Regions from separate parts of the Gossypium arboreum genome. Here region 1 is linked to region 2. A link is a contact called in public Hi-C data. All regions are on one chromosome and are shown on one strand. Each heading gives the region's core, a stretch centred on a gene start, on an enhancer-like site or on the middle of the called end of the contact. The rest is flanking DNA. Distances are from core to core; before and after follow the strand shown.

The links. Hi-C and Micro-C count contacts between places; a contact is called where the count stands out from the background.
Region 1: a contact with region 2 is called in a Hi-C map of leaf, with 2.4 times the contacts expected there. The contact joins the promoter of LOC108473883 here to the promoter of LOC108465267 in region 2. A contact is called at or near these places in 2 of 5 Hi-C or Micro-C datasets (both in leaf).

The regions. Positions count from the first base shown.
Region 1 is chr11:16,548,382-16,552,435 of ASM2569848v2, reverse strand. LOC108473883 (phosphatidylinositol/phosphatidylcholine transfer protein SFH9) reads right to left here and starts at 1,747. Exons shown (of 15, transcript XM_053021530.1): 1 at 762-1,747; 2 at 356-674. The coding sequence starts at 768.
Region 2 is chr11:16,418,411-16,422,642 of ASM2569848v2, reverse strand. It overlaps LOC108465267, which reads left to right and starts at 2,923. Exons shown (of 4, transcript XM_017765588.2): 1 at 2,923-3,255; 2 at 3,333-3,430; 3 at 3,511-3,608. The coding sequence starts at 3,075.

The sequences.
Region 1 (4,054 bases), core at 498-2,997, 130 kb before region 2:
ACAAAGTGTTGGGAATTATTACAGGTCTTATGTTCAAGTTGGACCCACCAGCTACCGTCAATTGGATGTTTGACAAAAGTAATAAAAAATTACCAAGGAAAGACCACAGAAAATTATGAAAATTAGAGAACAAATGGAAAATGTTGTTCACAGCAATAAACATTTATAAAATCTTCTTAAAGTCAATTGATGGGTAGCATTATTCAAGCTATCATTTGTAAATTTTAAAACAGCACATGTTTGGCTCAAAGGAATGATCTCATCTCTTATCAACATGGTTAATGCGAAGTGCCTACGCAAATGAATAACATAACTTCCTTCCAGAAACTGCAGTACAAGTCTACTGGTTGTTTACCTTAACAAGGTGTAGTAATCATCATGACGTGGGGGAAGCTGGTCCTTTGCAAGCAACGCCTGGCGAAAAGCTTTGACAGCCTTTTCCTCCTCCCCATCCCTTACATCCTCGATAGAAATTGCAGTGTATTTGCAATCAGACACGCGTCTGCCACGCTTCTTAAGGCTATGAGTTAGCTTCGTCGAAGCAGTCATCGCTTTCTTTTTCAGAGATCTCCCTCGTCCCCTCCTCCCTTTGTCGTCTTCAGACGTCTCAATATCCAAATTCGCATCCTTGCTAAACTTCTCACTTTCTTCAAGTGCAATTAACTCTCCTGGAACTATTAAAGAAATTGAAAAATCAATCCACGAATCACCATTTTGATCTCGAATTTGAACAAAAGTCAGTAAAATTAAACATAACTTACCAGGCATTGTAATTTTACCCTCGATCAAGATCAGAATTGTATCTGCAACCAAACAGAATCTGAAAATCTCAGAAATAACAAAAGAAGGTAGTTTTACATGGTAGAAAAACTTTCAGATCTGTTCGATTCTCTTTTACAGCTCGTTGTTGTTAAAAAAAACAACGAAATTGACCAAAAAAAAAATCAAGCGGAAATGGACAAAAAGGACATGAATCGGCATACAGAGAGAAAAAAAAAAGATTATTACTAGTCAGAAACAGGACCGAAATTAAATTACGTCAGATCCAACAACGAATATCAAAACAAACACAATTAAAAGAAGAAAAAAAATCCTCCAAGGAATCATTAATGTATCAATAAATAACAATAAAGTTTATGAAAATATATATCCAAATATACCTTGAAAAAAAAACGTATTCACTTCACACGAATTGAACGAAATTAAATTCACGAAAAACAGATGATTGAATTTCTCAGATTCTCTCGTTATTCTTTATGTACGAAAATATTTTTTTATATATAATAATCGAAACCATGTATAAGAGGATATGAGCAAAAGCCACTACTTTAGGAGGTTACAAGGGCGGGCTTTTTCTCTCTATCGTTTTCAGAATAAAATAATTATTGGTGTTTTTTTTTTTTTCCCTCTTTTGGGTTAGTTAGCTTGGGAACGTAGCAGAGGCGTGTCGTTGTCAAAAAAGGTTTTTTTTCTTAGATTATTTTAAAAAGAAATCATCGTTTTCGGAGAGCGAAATTGGAAGTTGAAACGTAGTAACGTAGCGTGAAACCGCCGCTTCAGCTACTCAAGTGGCGGAGATTCCGACGACGACTTAACATTTGCTTTGGGCTTTATTCCTAAAGAGAGAGGGAAGCGGGGTTTCGACGGTTAGCTAATGGAGGATGAGATTAGAGATGGTTAGGTGCAAAGGAACAAAGGCAAATGGGAAACTGATTTTATTTACTTGTGTATTTGTACTACTTATACACAAGGAAAACCAATAGAAAACGTTTGGCATCAAACATCTCATATGCCACGTGGGTTTAGCTTTTGTCATTTTCTTAAGTTATAATAAATCATGTGATAAAATCTCAAACTCTACGATGTTAGAAATTTGTGTTATTAAAATGTCAAATAATTATCTTATTATTTAAATGTTTTACTAAATTTGTTTCACTTATTTCAAAAAATTATTAAAATTTACTCTTTTACAAAAATAAAAAATGTTACAAAAATATATTTGATGCGTTTAAATTTAAGTCTATATGATTTTTAACATCTCAATATTATGATTTTAACTAAAGTTAAATTTTTTTATAATAATTTTAATAAAATTTTAATTAAAGTTTAATTTATTTTTATAATAATTTTAATAAATATATTTGTTATAGAACTTTTTCACATATATCATGGCGTGTCATAATCTAATATTTAAAATTAATTTAAAACAGCGCTTAAAACTTCCACTTAACCGTAGATGAAAAGGGTTCAAACTTCAAAGCATATCTCCCCCTCTCTAATGTTTTAATGATAAAAATAATAATCTTATCTTATTAATCGTTATAAGTATAACTCTTTAACAAAATTAAGAATTTCACATACTTTTCTTATTTAATTTTTATTTTAAAAATTTTATTTGTGAAATTATAATTTTGTAGATATATTGATATTATTGGATGTAATTAGAGTTGTCCATGGGTCGGGTTCGAGTTGAGCCAAGTAAAAATTAATGCTTGTTTTCTAGGCCCAACTTTGTAAAATGGGCTTAAAATTTTACCTAAATTTGACTCGGATAAAAATATTAAAACTCGAGCCTGGTTTAGCTCGTCGATATTAAAATTTTTATATAAAATAAATTTAAAAATATAATACATCAAATACATTAATAACATTAAAATAAATGTTTCCCAATAAATGGAAAAAATTAAAAAAATATTCTTAAATAACACTAAGATAAGTGCAATCTAGCAAACAAATATCTCTATATTAGTGGTAAATTTAATAATAAAATAAAAGTTATACAATATCCAAACAATAACATCAAAATAGTAGTAATATAATAGCGAAATGATAGCAAAACAATGAAAACACAGTGGCAAAATAGTAAAAAAATAACATCAGGTTTTATTTTTTTACAAATTCAGGCTGGGCTAAGCTCGGGCTAGAAAAGTTTACCCAAGACCCGACCCATTTTTCTTATCCAAGCCCATTTTTTGGGCCGATATTTTTTCTTAAACCTTCCCACTTTTCAGGAAGGCCTTAGGGCTGAACTAGATGTAATGAAAAGATATTACACTTTTAAAGGGAGAACTCATATTCAAACCGTAAAGATGATGTTCTTAGATATTTAAGAACATCAAGAATACCTAAACTCCACACACACACAAAAAAAAAAAATCAATCATCACGAAAAAAATTAATTTTCTTTTTAAAATTACAACTTACAAATATATCAGTTATTTCAACAGAATATGGCGGAATGAGTTATAAGTTTCTAATCTTATTTGTGAAATTAAAAATTTTGTGAAAAATTCTTTTGTTCTAAATTACAAGTATATTGGTGATTACAATATGTATATATATCCTTTGTAGTATGGTTTTCTTTTGGGTTTCTTTGGCAATTGTTGTATTCTTTCCCTCTAAACATTTGTTTCTTTCTGTTTTGGTTGGCATGTAGCAGATTTATAAAGGTTTATAATTCATGAGCGACAATTGTGTCAATCCATTTTCACCATCCATTGAGATTCTCTAGTTGGCCATTAGTATCTTGCCATCTTGGTTTCATTGATTGATGGTTGCCTTCTCATCTTTGTTAACCCTTTAAATTCTATTTCAATGAATCATCATAAAGGTAAGAATGTCAATGATTCCTCCTTTTGACACAATCTATATTTTAAGCAAATTGCATACAACACCCCTCTTTTCAGTTTGAACCAAATCAAATAACTTATTTTCTTCTACCTCTTCCCCTCCAAAGATGAACAAAAATTCAATCAAAGATTACAGTTAGTCTAAAAGCAATGAATTGAAGGCTTCATCATATGAAGAAAGCCTAATGCAACATTCAGTGGAAGTAAAGCTCCAACCATTAATCATTGTGGCCATTAGAAGGGGAATTGTTATTTTATTTGATCAAGAAGATTTAGCCCTTAGAAATGCTCCTTGAGCCACTATTTGGTTGTTTATATGTATGATTTCAAATAGTTTTTTATGTGGTTACTCAAAATGCTAGTAAATAAGGTATGGAATCTAGTGGTCATGTCTTGGTCTTCTTTACTTTTTTCGTACTAAGGAT
Region 2 (4,232 bases), core at 1,674-4,173:
CTCTCGACCCTCGGCGTAGTCTGACTCTCGTCTTTATCTTCACTAACACGAGCTCCTGAAGCAACCATTTCCACACCATTTCTTCTCAGGCCCCTCTCTTGGTTTGAGGTCACAACAGATACCCTCATCCAGCTTCCAAACTGGAGGTTGGAGGCATTCGACCCAGCACCATCTTTATCATTCATGCATGTCTTCATGGTATGACCTATCACCCCGCAAGCATAGCAAAAATCTGGAAGCCTTTCGTACTTGATCAGCCCAACCTTTTCCTCTCCAACCTTGTCAACCATTCGTACAACCCTCCTCAAAGGTTTTAGCACATCTATCTTAACTTTTATTCTTATAAATTCTGTCCATCCACCATTGCGTTCCTTCCAACCAATCGCCACTAACTCCCCTATAGCATTCCCAACATCCAAAGCTAGTTGACGGTCCATGAGTTCAATGGGAATGTTATAGATCCTTAGCCAAAATGGTACTAACCAAAACTCATAAGATTCAACATCCTTCCCCTTCTCGAAAGGCAGCATTGAGAAAAGGCATCTATCAAACAGCCAAGGCGACAGATTTAATATTCTGCTTTGATCCTCCAAACACCCAAACTTGACGATCACGACCCCTTCCTTTAGAGCAACGAAATCGATCTCTTCTTTTGTATACCAAAGTGATCAAAAGACTCGGTACATCGCCTCTCGGTTTGGCACTTCTGCCGCCATTATCTTGCCTACAGCCCAAGATTCAAAACCTTGGACATTTTTATCACCGTTCGTGGTTATGATTTGTCCAGCTTCTTCCTCTGAAAATTTCAATTTCTCCAGGAGCTCATTTATTTCCTCCGTCATGGTAGACATATCATTCTCCGTCATGATAACACAGGTTGATCGATCACAAGCAAAACCAACAGGAACACAAAAGAAGAAACTCAAACAAAAGGCACTCCCCCAAGGTTCAAAAAAGAACAAAAGAGGCATCCACGAAGAAGGCCGTAAGAACCAGCAAGAAACAGCAAAAAAACTCGACAGGAACCAAGAAAGCAATCGATTTAAAGGAGATAACTAAAACAGGAAACAAAAGCACGTAAAACCCTGCATTTATGAAAAATACACTGTAATCAATGGACAAAAAGAAAACCTACTCTCATGCAGAAACATAAAAAGAACCTAAAAAACAAAAGAAATATATAAAATTCGGCCACCGTGGGACCCCCAACACACTAAAACAACGAAACCCAATAAAGCGATAAACAAAGGACAAAAAACCAAATAAAGAAAGCATAAAAAAATAATGAACAGTAATCGGAACAAAGTCACCGTAAGACACGAGACCAAGAGCACAGCAAGAACGTCAAGTCTGTCAGAACCCCTGTCAGACCCAATCCATCAATGTAAATGCACCGTTCGGCCACCAAACGAAACAACAGAATTAAAAAACTCAAAAGCAATCCTCACAAACACCGAACACACACTCAGACCCATCTCAAACTGCCATAATATTCAAGAGAATAAGGTAGACCCACGTGAGCGATTGTGCCTATAACTGTATTTAATATCAAAATTGGGTACTAAAATATCTAAATAAGCAGCACAAGGAAGGAAGAAATCAAAGGATTTGTTTTTAGGAGAAGAAGAGAGACAGTTGAGGATTGGATGCGATGTAAGTTACTTAATTACATCAATTAGGGCAAATTTGCTTCTAAGGCAGTAGTTTTTTCACGGCACAGTGGTTACTTCATTTTTATTTACGTTCTATTTATTTTATTCAGTTAGTGCTAACGAGTTTATTTTGCAGTAGTGTTATTTCTAACAGCTAGGATTGCAAAAGTTGCAACATTTTCAATGGTTGGTGGTAAAGGAGACGTTGCTAACAAATGTTGAATGGGTTAGGAGTGGTATGGCTAATGACCCAAGTTATTGTCTGTGTGAGGGTAGTGAAGAGACTATCATTCATGTTTTAAGTGATTGTCCTATTGCGGTTGGGACATGGTAGAGTATTTTGCCTCATCAGGCGACTCGAGATTTCTTTCGCTACCCTTGCAAAATTGGATTATTCAAAATTTGTGTCACTTCCAGGACACTGTCATGGTTAGGGTTAGTTGGTATGTGTTATTCAGTGTTATCCTATGGCGTTTATGGAAGCGGCGGAACCAACATGTTTTCGCTAATGATCTGGGTTGTTTTGGTGATGTTGTCAAGGAAAGCTTGTCATGGGCAAAGAATATTATGATTGCGGGTTTGGGAGATTGGGTTGGGGGGCTATGGATATTTCAAGTGCTGTTGCTTCGACCAGGGGTGTCCTCCGTGATTGGACCGGCTATTGGCTCATGGGTTTAGTCAATTTATTGGCATTGGTACAGTGTTGCAGGCAAAACTATGGGCAGTTTATAATGGTCTCTGAATTGCCTAAGAGGAGGGGTATAAAAATGTGTCGATTGAGAGTGATAATTTATTGTTGGTTCAACTGTTAACAAAGTGTCATGCTAGAGCTAGTTCCCTTTCTTTGGTGCAAGACATTAAAGGCTTATGTGCTCGTGATTGGCAAGTTTCGTTTGGGCATGTGTTTGGGGAAGCGAATAAAGTTGCAGATGTTTGGTGATGGCGTTGTTGGGTTGCAGCGTTTTACTAAACCCCCTATTACTGTTCAGGCAGGCATGGAGGATGATGTAGCTGGTGGTGTTGGGCACCGACTGGCTTGAGCCTGCTGTGTGCTGTTTCTTTAGGTGTTAGACCTCCTTTATTTATTAAAAAAGTTAAAAAATCCACGAGAGAAAGAAATTTTTAATAATTAAATATAAAAATAATGAGCACACGGCACACCTAAAACAACATGAAACCAAAATGGGAAATAATTTAATCTACGTTTGGATAGAACAGTTAAAATCCATAGCTAACATTTATCTTATAATGGGCTTATAATAGTAAAGTATGCGAAGAGTTAGTGACTAATATACACTTTGTAAACAAACAAAATAATTAATAAAGCGAAGTAAATCTTTGTGAAACTACTAAATAATCTTTGACTAAAAATCTCTGAAAAAAAAAGCATCTCAAATCAAAGCATCCCGACCAGACAAAACAATGAATCTTTCGTCGTGGTTTCGCCGCAGTGTTTCAAGGAACAGTAAAAACCACAAAAACCCACCAGGTCAACCTCAACCCCACCACCAAGAACAAGAAGAATTTCTTGGAATTACCCAACAATTAATCGATCATGTCAAGTCTTTTACTTTAGAAACCTTCAAGAATTTCCCTATCCAAGGTACTTCCCGTCTTTTTTCTTTCGCTTTGGAAATTTCTAAAGAGAAAATTGGTTTGATTGAAGCTTATGGTGTTCAGATGATGGTGACATTGAAGCCCAAACTTCTTATAATGTGCGTAAAGATCTTTCTGATTGGCAAGAGCGTCATGCTGTCTTAGTGCTTTCTAAAGTGAAGGTTTGGGGTGTTTTTTTTTTTTAAACCTTTTTTCCCTCTTAATAATTTATAATTATTGTTCTATTCTTCTTTTTTTCCAGGAACTTTCACAGCTTAGATTCAAGCTATGCCCTCGTCATTTGAAGGAGGAAAAATTTTGGAGGATATATTTCATGCTTGTCAATAGCTACGTGGCTGAGTAAGTTTTACATTTTTTTTCATGATAATTAGTAATTTAGAACAAGGAATCTGTGCATATATTGTTGCTTTGTGGATTTGAATCTGAGCATGATTTTAGATGCCTATATGATATTGCCATTCTCTCATCAGATATATCCTTCAAACATTTGCCAACACATTCTTTGTATTGACCTTTCGTTTTGTGAAAATTTATTTCTTGAAAGAAATTCTTGAATTCTGTTTCACAGTACATGCTTATTACATACATGCTAGCATTTCGTGACAATGCACAAACGTAGCCATTGTGTCGCTATTCTTGAAAATATAGAAATTACTGTCAAAGTGAGCGCTAGCTGTTCGGAGATCTAAAGCCTGTTTAAGGATGCTAGTGGAGATCCGTAGAATGTAACGCCATGATGTGGCTTTTCTTACGTCTTCAAGATGTCCTAAGCGGATGTGTGATTTTGTTTTCTAGGGTTGCACCCGGAAGTTTGAATTAGTTTTTACAGTGCTTTTTAGTTGATTACTGATTTCTTTGCTGTCTTTAATCATGTTTATTATGAATAGAACTGATATATCATGATTATCCTCCTATTGCACCGAATTGTATGCTTTGTCTTGCACAAGTAATCATGGGAAAAAA